Regions from separate parts of the Mus musculus genome. Here region 2 is linked to region 1. A link is a contact called in public Hi-C data. All regions are on one chromosome and are shown on one strand. Each heading gives the region's core, a stretch centred on a gene start, on an enhancer-like site or on the middle of the called end of the contact. The rest is flanking DNA. Distances are from core to core; before and after follow the strand shown. Region 1 holds the start of Ccdc9 (coiled-coil domain containing 9). Region 2 holds the start of Ercc1 (excision repair cross-complementing rodent repair deficiency, complementation group 1).

Region 1 (4,115 bases), core at 736-3,235:
AGTTGCCCCTGTTGAATTTCAGTGAAGTATTGTTGGCAATTCCTGCTAACAGAAATAACTCTAACACCCATGAGACAGGTTGGACATATTGTGGCCATTTGTCAGATGGGATATCTTACAGCAGCTTAAGGTGGTCAGTTTGGTGGGCAGAGCTGCTCAGACCTGTAATCCTACCCTAGCACTGAAGAGGCTGAAGCAGGAGAGTCAGGAGTTTGGGGCCAACTGAGATATTGTCTTAGTCAACATTTTATTGCTGAGATGCAACACGTGACCAGAAAGCAAGTTGGGAGTAAAGGGTTTATTTGGTTGGTTTTCATATCAAAATCCATCATTGGAGAAAGTCAGGATAGGAACTTAATCAGAGTAGGAACCCAGTGTGTTTGCTCTCCAGACAAACACCAAAAAGCTACAACCTGGGGGCAGCAGTTAATGCAGAGGTCATGAAGGAGTGGTACTTACTGGTTTGCTTCCCAACAGCTGTCTCAGCCTGCTTTCCTATAGAACCCAGGACCATCAGTTCAGAGATCAGGCACCACTCACAATGGGCTAGGCCCTCCCCCATCAATCACTAATTATGAAAATGCCCTACAGCTGGATCAATCCCCAGCAACCACATGGTGACTTACATGGCAGCATTTTCACAACTGAGGCTCCTACCTCTCTGATGACTCTAACTTGTGTTAAGGACAACAAACCAAGCCAGTACAGATATTTTTTTTTTAAAAAAGTAATAATTAAAGTGCCAGCACATTGCTCAACAGGTAGAAGAGGTTGTGCACCTGACAGTCCAGGGGTCAAACTGAGGTCATAATTGGCCCAGTGTCTTTACTCTCTCAGCCATGTCACCCTGCTTTTTCTCTCCCTCCCTCCCTCCCTCCCTCCCTCTCTCTCTCTCTCTCTCTCTCTCTCTCTCTCTCTATCTATCTATCTATCATGCTGTTTTTGACCCCGAGGCAATCCTCCTGCCTCAGTCTCCCAAGTGCTGTAATTAGAGGCATGACACCCAGCTTTGTATAGTTGATTTTTTAATATGAATTTATTGTACTTTTATTGTTTTGCCAGTTGATAAAATAGACATATCTGATAAGTTATTTTTAATTATTATAAATACAAAAAAAGGCATGCTTTAAATAACTTGGAAGATTCTACTAGCTCCTTTTTGTTGCTTCTTCAAATCAGAAAGAACATTGCTTTTGTAGTGGACGTATTTTGCCACGACGCCCAGCTTTGTAGTTGACTTTTTTCCTTTTTTTTTTTTTTTTTTTTTTCAAGACAGGGTTTCTCTGTGTAGTCCTGGCTGTCCTGGAACTCACTCTGTAGACCAGGCTGGCCTCGAACTCAGAAATCCGCCTGCCTCTGCCTCCCAAGTGCTGGGATCAAAGGCTTGTGCCACCACGCCTGGATAATGTTGATTTAAAAAAAAAAAAAATATATATATATATATATATTTTAAAGACTTCATGTGAGTGCACTGTCACTGTCTTCAGACAGACCAGAAGAGGGAATTGGATTCCATTACAGATCGTTGTGAGTCACCATGTGGTTGCTGGGGATTGAACTCTGGAGGAGCAGACAGTGTTCTTAACTACTGAGCAATCTCTCCAGCCCCTATATAGTTGATTAAATTTTTTTTTCTATTTTTATGAATTGGTTACAGTTTCTATAATTAAGGTTTCATTTGCAAGAAGAGGTAATGAAACCAGTTTAGGTTTTCTGGGGTCCCTGTAAAATGTCTGATTTCTACTTAGTAAAATCGGAAATCAGTAAGCCAAAAAAGGAGCCCAGAGATTTAGGGCTACATGTCTGTGGGTTCAAGTCCCACCTCGTGCCCCCAGTCCAATCCCTGAAATCAGAAAGAAGAAACAGGCTTCTGCTACCTTCTGCAGAGCCTGAGCGGGTGCGGACCCTTTAAGGCACCCGGAAATGGGATGTCAAGACCGGAAGTGCCCTACTTATTTCCTCTCTTCACGTGGTGCGGGCCGGAAGTGACGAGTGAGGCCCGGGAGCTGTGGACGCGAAGGCGGACGAAGCCGGAGTCGCAGACACCGCGGGGTCTCCGGGACAGGTGACCGGGGGAGGGGGCCGGGAGCGCGCCCGGAGAGGGCGGGGCCTGGTCGCCCACGTGAGGGGAGCGTGAACGCGCGCGGACTGGGAGGCGAGCCGCCGGCGGGGGCGGGGTCAGGGTACTCTGCGGGGGGCGGGAACCCGACGCCCACATGTGTCGCTTGAGGGGTGCTGAGGTTGGGCGGTGAACACGTGGGCAGAGCCAGACGCGCGGGTGCTGGCAGGCCCGAAGCCCTGGCGGCTGCCAGAGTGGGGCGGGGCTTGCAACGCTGTGTCGGTCTGGGGGCGGGGCCAGAGTTTTGCCTGGAGGACTAGGGGCCCGGCTCGGGACGTTGGGCGGAGACGCTGGGGGCGGGATCAAAGAGTGTAGGATGGGGATAAGAGGCGGAGTCTGGGCGTTAGCACGGTGGAAACTGGGGGCGGGGCTAAAGTGTTGGGGCGTGTAAGGGGTGGAGTTTGGTCGGTAGGCGGGTGAACCTGGGGGAGTGGTCAAAAATGGTGGGCGGAGTAAGATGGGGGCGGGGCTAGAGTATTGCTTGGGGCCTTACAAGTTAGTCTTTGCTGTAGGGAGTGCCACAGGGCGTGGTCATGAGGGCCAGGGGTGGAGCTAAGGGGGGGTGGATGTGTTTGGGGCGGGGCCAAAGTTTGGAGGGGAGTGGGGAAAGGGGCAGGGTTTGGGCTTTGAGTGAAGAGGTGATGACTGAGTTGCGGTGTTGTGCTGGGTTTGGTCAAGATGCTGGGGGTGTAGCCGGAATGTTGTCCTCAGTGTTTTAGGTATTGATTGCTGCACTAGGGCGTGGTTACATTATTTATTGCATGGGACTAGTGTTTGGGGCGGAGACTTCCTGGGCTAGGCAGGAAAGTTTTTTGGTTCTGGTGCTGGGTCCTGATTCTTGCCCAGAAGCTAGGGGAGGGTCCAGGGGCTGGCTGAGACTGGGTGGAGGTGGAGCTACGATGTCAGGGATTTTGCGGGTGGGGCTAGGGTGCTGGTGGAGAATGGCGAATGGCGGGGATAGAGTTAGGAAGTTTTTACTGAGCTGGGGAGCGGGGCCAAACACAGGCAGGGAAGTAGGGAACTCAGAGGCGGGGTCAGAATGTTTCCCAGTCTGTTGGGGGGCGGGCCAGTTAAATTGGAGGTGGCGCCAGAGTGTGAATTTTTGGTGGGCGGGGCCAGAAGTCTGGAGGGAAAGGAGGGGCTTGAAGTTTCACCCTAGGTAGGGGTGGGACCACAGACGTTTTTGCAGGTCAGGGATGCGGTTGCTGCTGGCAGTTTTCTCTTGTAAGCCTCTGTAGAAGTTCTGTCATCTGCCTTGAGTATCACTATGAAGGTCAAGTCTGGTCCAGGAAGGCCCCTGCGGTGGATCCTGGGCCTGCTTGCTGAATCTTTTCCGCCTTGGTAGGATGAGTGCCTTTTTAGGATGCTGGGGGCTGGGGAGTCATGGACTAAAGTCCGTGTTGGGCAGACAGAGTTGGAACCGTTTTTCATTATGATTTTTGTTTGTTTGTTTTGTTTTTCGAGCCTTGGCTGTCCTGGAACTCACTCTGTAGACCAGGCTGGCCTCAAACTCAGAAATCCGCCTGCCTCTTGTCTCCCAAGTGCTGGGATTAAAGGCGTGCGCCACCACTGTCCGGCTTTCATTATGATTTATTTATTTTGTGCATGTGTGCGGGATCACATGGAGGTCGGAGGACAACTGGTGGGAATCATTTCTCTCCTCCTTTGTGGGTCCTGGGGATTGAACTCAGGTCTCCAGGCTTGCAGCAAGCACCTTTACTCCAGGAGATCCCTCTGGCCCTCTAGAAGTAACTTTTGCAGGTTGGAAGGAAAGATTGTAGCTGACCTATTGAGATCCAGATCCTGGCTAAAATTGTCATAGGAAATGGAGCCTGGACTGACGCCTTTGGAGGAATTAGTATGAGTTACAGGGGTGGGTCAGAATTTTCCCAAGGTGGGTCTGACTAATTGCATGGGTGGATCTAGAACTGAAGGGCGGGGTTTGTGTTTAGAGAGGCGAGGCTAGTACTTGAGAATTCCCTTGATGAAGTACAAG
Region 2 (4,002 bases), core at 138-2,637, 3.1 Mb before region 1:
TTAGGTCATAGCAAGGCTCAAGAAAGAAAAAAAGAAAGAAAAGAAAAGAAAGAAGGAAGGGGGGGCAGGCAAGATGGCTCAGTGGGTAAAGGTACTTGCCAGCTTCGTGACCTCACTCAGTTCAGTCCTGAGGATCTACACAGTACAAGGATAAAATCAAGTCCCACGGGTTATCTTTTGCCCTTCACAGGAGCTTCACAGCACTCATCCATGTGTGTACAGACAGCACAAAGACATGTTTTAGAGGCCAGAGAGATGCCTTCTCAGTTAAGAGCACTGGCTGCTCTTCAAGAGGATCTGGATTCAATTCCAGGTCTAGGGGAGCCAATGACTTCTGGCCTCTGCAGGTCTACATGCATGTAGTGCACAGACATACAGGCATGCAAAACATCCACACAAAAAACAAAAGGATGTTCCATTGCTATAACCTCAGCACTTGGGAAGTGGAGATGGGAGGAACTGGATTTAAGGCCAACCCTAGCTACACATCAATTTCAAGGCTAGCCCAGGAAACATGTGACCCAATCGAAGACCCAAACTAAACAAACAAAAGCTATCACTGGCCATTGCCCAGCTGCCAGCCTCTCCCTTAACCACCCTGTCATGCCATTTTACCAACGGGCAAACCGAGGATTGCAGAGCATGGCAGGTTATTTTTCCAAAGCAACCCAAGCCTAAACTCACACCGTAGTCCCAGGGATCCTTTTAACTCCCAAGAGCCCCCAAGTCTTCGCTCTTACCCCTGCACAGGGCACCTCTTCTTCCTCCAGTGGGATAACAAACTTCCTCCTGGTGGGTGGTCCTGAGGGCTGTGGCCGACTTTCCTCGTCCTTCCCAGGGTCCATCTGGGGCCTGAAAGGCGTGGCGACATCGTCGTAGGCATTTCCATATTCCAGAGGGAAACTCTGGCTCACAGTGGTATCCCCACCCCATCCCACAAAAGGTTGCCCGGTTCGCTAGCGTTAGGTTCCAGAGGACCAACCAGTGGGCCCGCCCCTTTCCTCCTTCTCACTCCGGATTGGTCTACGGGTCTTATAGCCCCGCCTACCTGCTATTACTCCCGCACGACACTCGCTCAGAGGCAATTGGCCCCGCCCCCAGGGGCACACCTGGATGCTTTCGCCTCGCCCAGTCCCGGCCTAGTCTCAGCCTCCGCAATGATTGGCTTCTTCCGCTGCCAATCATCAATCCCCGGCCTCCATCCACCTCCACCCTGTCCCTCTCGGTCCTAGCTCTGCGTCTAAGCACTGCCAAAACTCACCTGGTCTTTCCCGATGCCTAGAAGGAAATACCACGGGGGGAAACAGAGGCGACACAACGCCAGCACAGCCAGCACAACTCCTGCTAGACTCACTTCCGGCCGCTCTGGCCCTTCGCTCGTCTCGCTGCTCCCCGGAGGAGTTAGAGCGGGGAACTCTATTCGCGCTGCTCTCTATGGTCCTGGAGGACCGCTGTGGTTTGGGGCGGATGGAAGCTTGTGCATCTTGGTACCTGGGAGACTTTGACTTCAAGTAGTTGTGTTCCAAGGCCCTCTTGAGCGCTTCCCAGACTCCAGATCCGGCTCAGTGATGATCAAAGGAGGTGGGGGAGGGAAAGGAGGAAAGGAGAGAGAGACAGAGACAAAGAGAGAGAGAGACAGAGAGAGAGAGAGAGAGAGAGAGAGGAGGGAGGTGAGATTTCAGAGGACGCCCTCCCTGTAAGCGTGGGTGGACTCAGCCCACAGACATTGACTCACTCATTCTAAGCCATTCCCCACTTGCATCCCAAGCAGGGACTGATACCGACAGCTGTGGCTTAAAGTCCAGTGGGACAGTCAGACAGGGACAACCCAGAGCGGGCAGGGTCGGGAAGGGAGAGCCCAGAGGACATTGAGCCCGTGTTAGGGGGCACCTGACCCAGCTGGGGTGTGAGGACGGGCTTCCTGAAGGAAGGGACACCTGTGTTCCGAGACCTGGGCCCCATGAATGACTTAGTATGACTCATTTCCTGGAAGGACAGTTTCACCCCGTTCCAACTTGTAGTTCTGTGATTGCTAAGGAAATAGTTTAATGGTCTTATATATTTTTTGTTCTTGCTCATTTCCTTTGCCTATTCCTTTTAACAAAGATTGGCTCATATCCTTTGCCCATTTTTTCGAAATGAGCAATTCAACGGTTTTTTAAATTAAAAAGGGGGAGGAAAAGGAGATGAGCATCTTTTGATTACCGCCCATTTGTTGGAGTGATGCTTAAGGGCTGATGCTGTTAGTCACTTCATTAGGCTGCAAATCTTTCCTTCGAGTTCATACTTTTAAAAATTCTCCATTTAAAATTTTGCATGCATTTACCAACGTATTCTCCATTTTCTTTTGGTCTTCGTGTATTGAGAGAGGGCACGCCCAAAGGTCATCATATGTAATCCCTCTATATCTTTTTTAATGTTTTCCTAGTTGTGAGGTGTGTGTGTGTGTGTGTGTGTGTGTGTGTGTGTACAAGCACATGCCTACGCTGTGAATTCTAGGCAGAGACACTACTATTGAGCCATGGCCCCAGGCCTTTGGAAGTGTGATACAAAACAGAACTATTAATAGTAGCCAGGCGAAATGGCTCACACATTTAATCCCAACACACGAGGCAGAGACAGGCGGATCTCGGTGAGTTCGAGGACAGCATGACCTACAGAGTGATTTCCAGGTCAGCCAGAGCTACAAAATAAGATCCTGACTCAAAACTAGTTAATTTATCAAATTTAATAGTAAGTAACCGTTGATCCTAGGAAGGAAAGGGGTTGAGCTGCCAAGGAATCAGAGTGCCGTGCATAAGCCTTGCCATTAGAGGGCGCGCCTGAACCGTGTGTTCTGTGAAGGAAGCGCTGACAGAGGCAAGTTCCCACTGAATGCCTTAGTTTCTCTACCTGGAATCATTTGCTGAGGTTAAAAGGGTGCAGTAAGACCGCAGTGAGTGGTGGCAACCACCAGCACGCATGTAAACCCAGCACCGAGAACGCTGAGGCAGGAGGACTGGAGCAAGTTCCAAACTAGCTTATGTCCTACTTAGTGACTTCCAGCCCAGCCTGTGCCACAAAGCAAGACCCTGAACAAAACAAACAAAAAAACCAAAACCTCTGGATGTATTGGTGTCAACCCTAACACTGGAGAAGCAGAAGCAGGCGATCTATGTGAGTTCAAGGGCAGCCTGATCTATACAGTGACTTCCATATCAGCCAGGGATACATAGGAAGACTCTCCCACTACCCCCTCCCCCATGAAAAAAGAACCAGGGACTGGAGAAATGGCTCAGAAGTTAAGAACACTGACTACTCTTGCTGAGGACTAGATTCACAGCATTCACAACCATCTGTGACTCCAGTTGCAGGGGATCTGACGCCCTTTTCAGACCTCCTAAGGTACCAAGTACACAGAACACTCATACACATAAAACAAAACAGAATTACATGCCATTTAAAAAATAAAATACAAGGACGCGTGTCTCTGAATCTCTGAAATGTCAGAGAGCGAGCGTGTGTGAGATACCAAGCTAAGTAGAATCCTAACTCCGTGTGTGAGATGTGTTTCTCCCACAGGGCAAAGGTATCCCAAGTCTTGAACCTGCAACTCTCGTCTCTACCGCCAGGGGTCGCCTGCGCCCCGCTATTATAGGATTCTCGGGTGGGTTGGGAAGGACCACGCGGGATGCTCAGGACCCAGCGGGAAGGCGGCGAGCATCCCTACCGCAGCCAACCTGCGTCCCGACCGCCCACGGCTGTGACTTTGAGTCGTTTGCATTAGTCAAGGGCGGGAAAAGTTCCTCCTAGTTCTTCAGCATCCCCAAGTTTGCTTTCTGTGTTCAATTTCTGCACTGAGCCTTGCATATCCAGATCGAGGTCCTCCCACTCGGGGGCTTTGAGTTCAAATGATCCCACTTTGAGTTCAAATGATCTCTCTTAGCATCCCGGTCAAGCTTTCCTCCTGGGTTTCTTCCTCCTGTATCAAGTACGGTTCTGTTCCCCTCTGCACTCCAGAAG

Evidence for each region. Hi-C and Micro-C count contacts between places; a contact is called where the count stands out from the background.
Region 2: a contact with region 1 is called in a Hi-C map of B cells, with 5 read pairs. The contact joins the promoter of Ercc1 here to the promoter of Ccdc9 in region 1. A contact is called at or near these places in 1 of 39 promoter capture datasets (cranial neural crest) and 1 of 484 Hi-C or Micro-C datasets (B cells).

The regions. Positions count from the first base shown.
Region 1 is chr7:16,284,650-16,288,764 of GRCm38.p6, reverse strand. Ccdc9 (coiled-coil domain containing 9) reads left to right here and starts at 1,985. Exons shown (of 14, transcript NM_001382411.1): 1 at 1,985-2,065.
Region 2 is chr7:19,342,456-19,346,457 of GRCm38.p6, reverse strand. It overlaps Ercc1 (excision repair cross-complementing rodent repair deficiency, complementation group 1), which reads right to left and starts at 1,387. Exons shown (of 10, transcript NM_007948.2): 1 at 1,262-1,387; 2 at 741-852. The coding sequence starts at 845.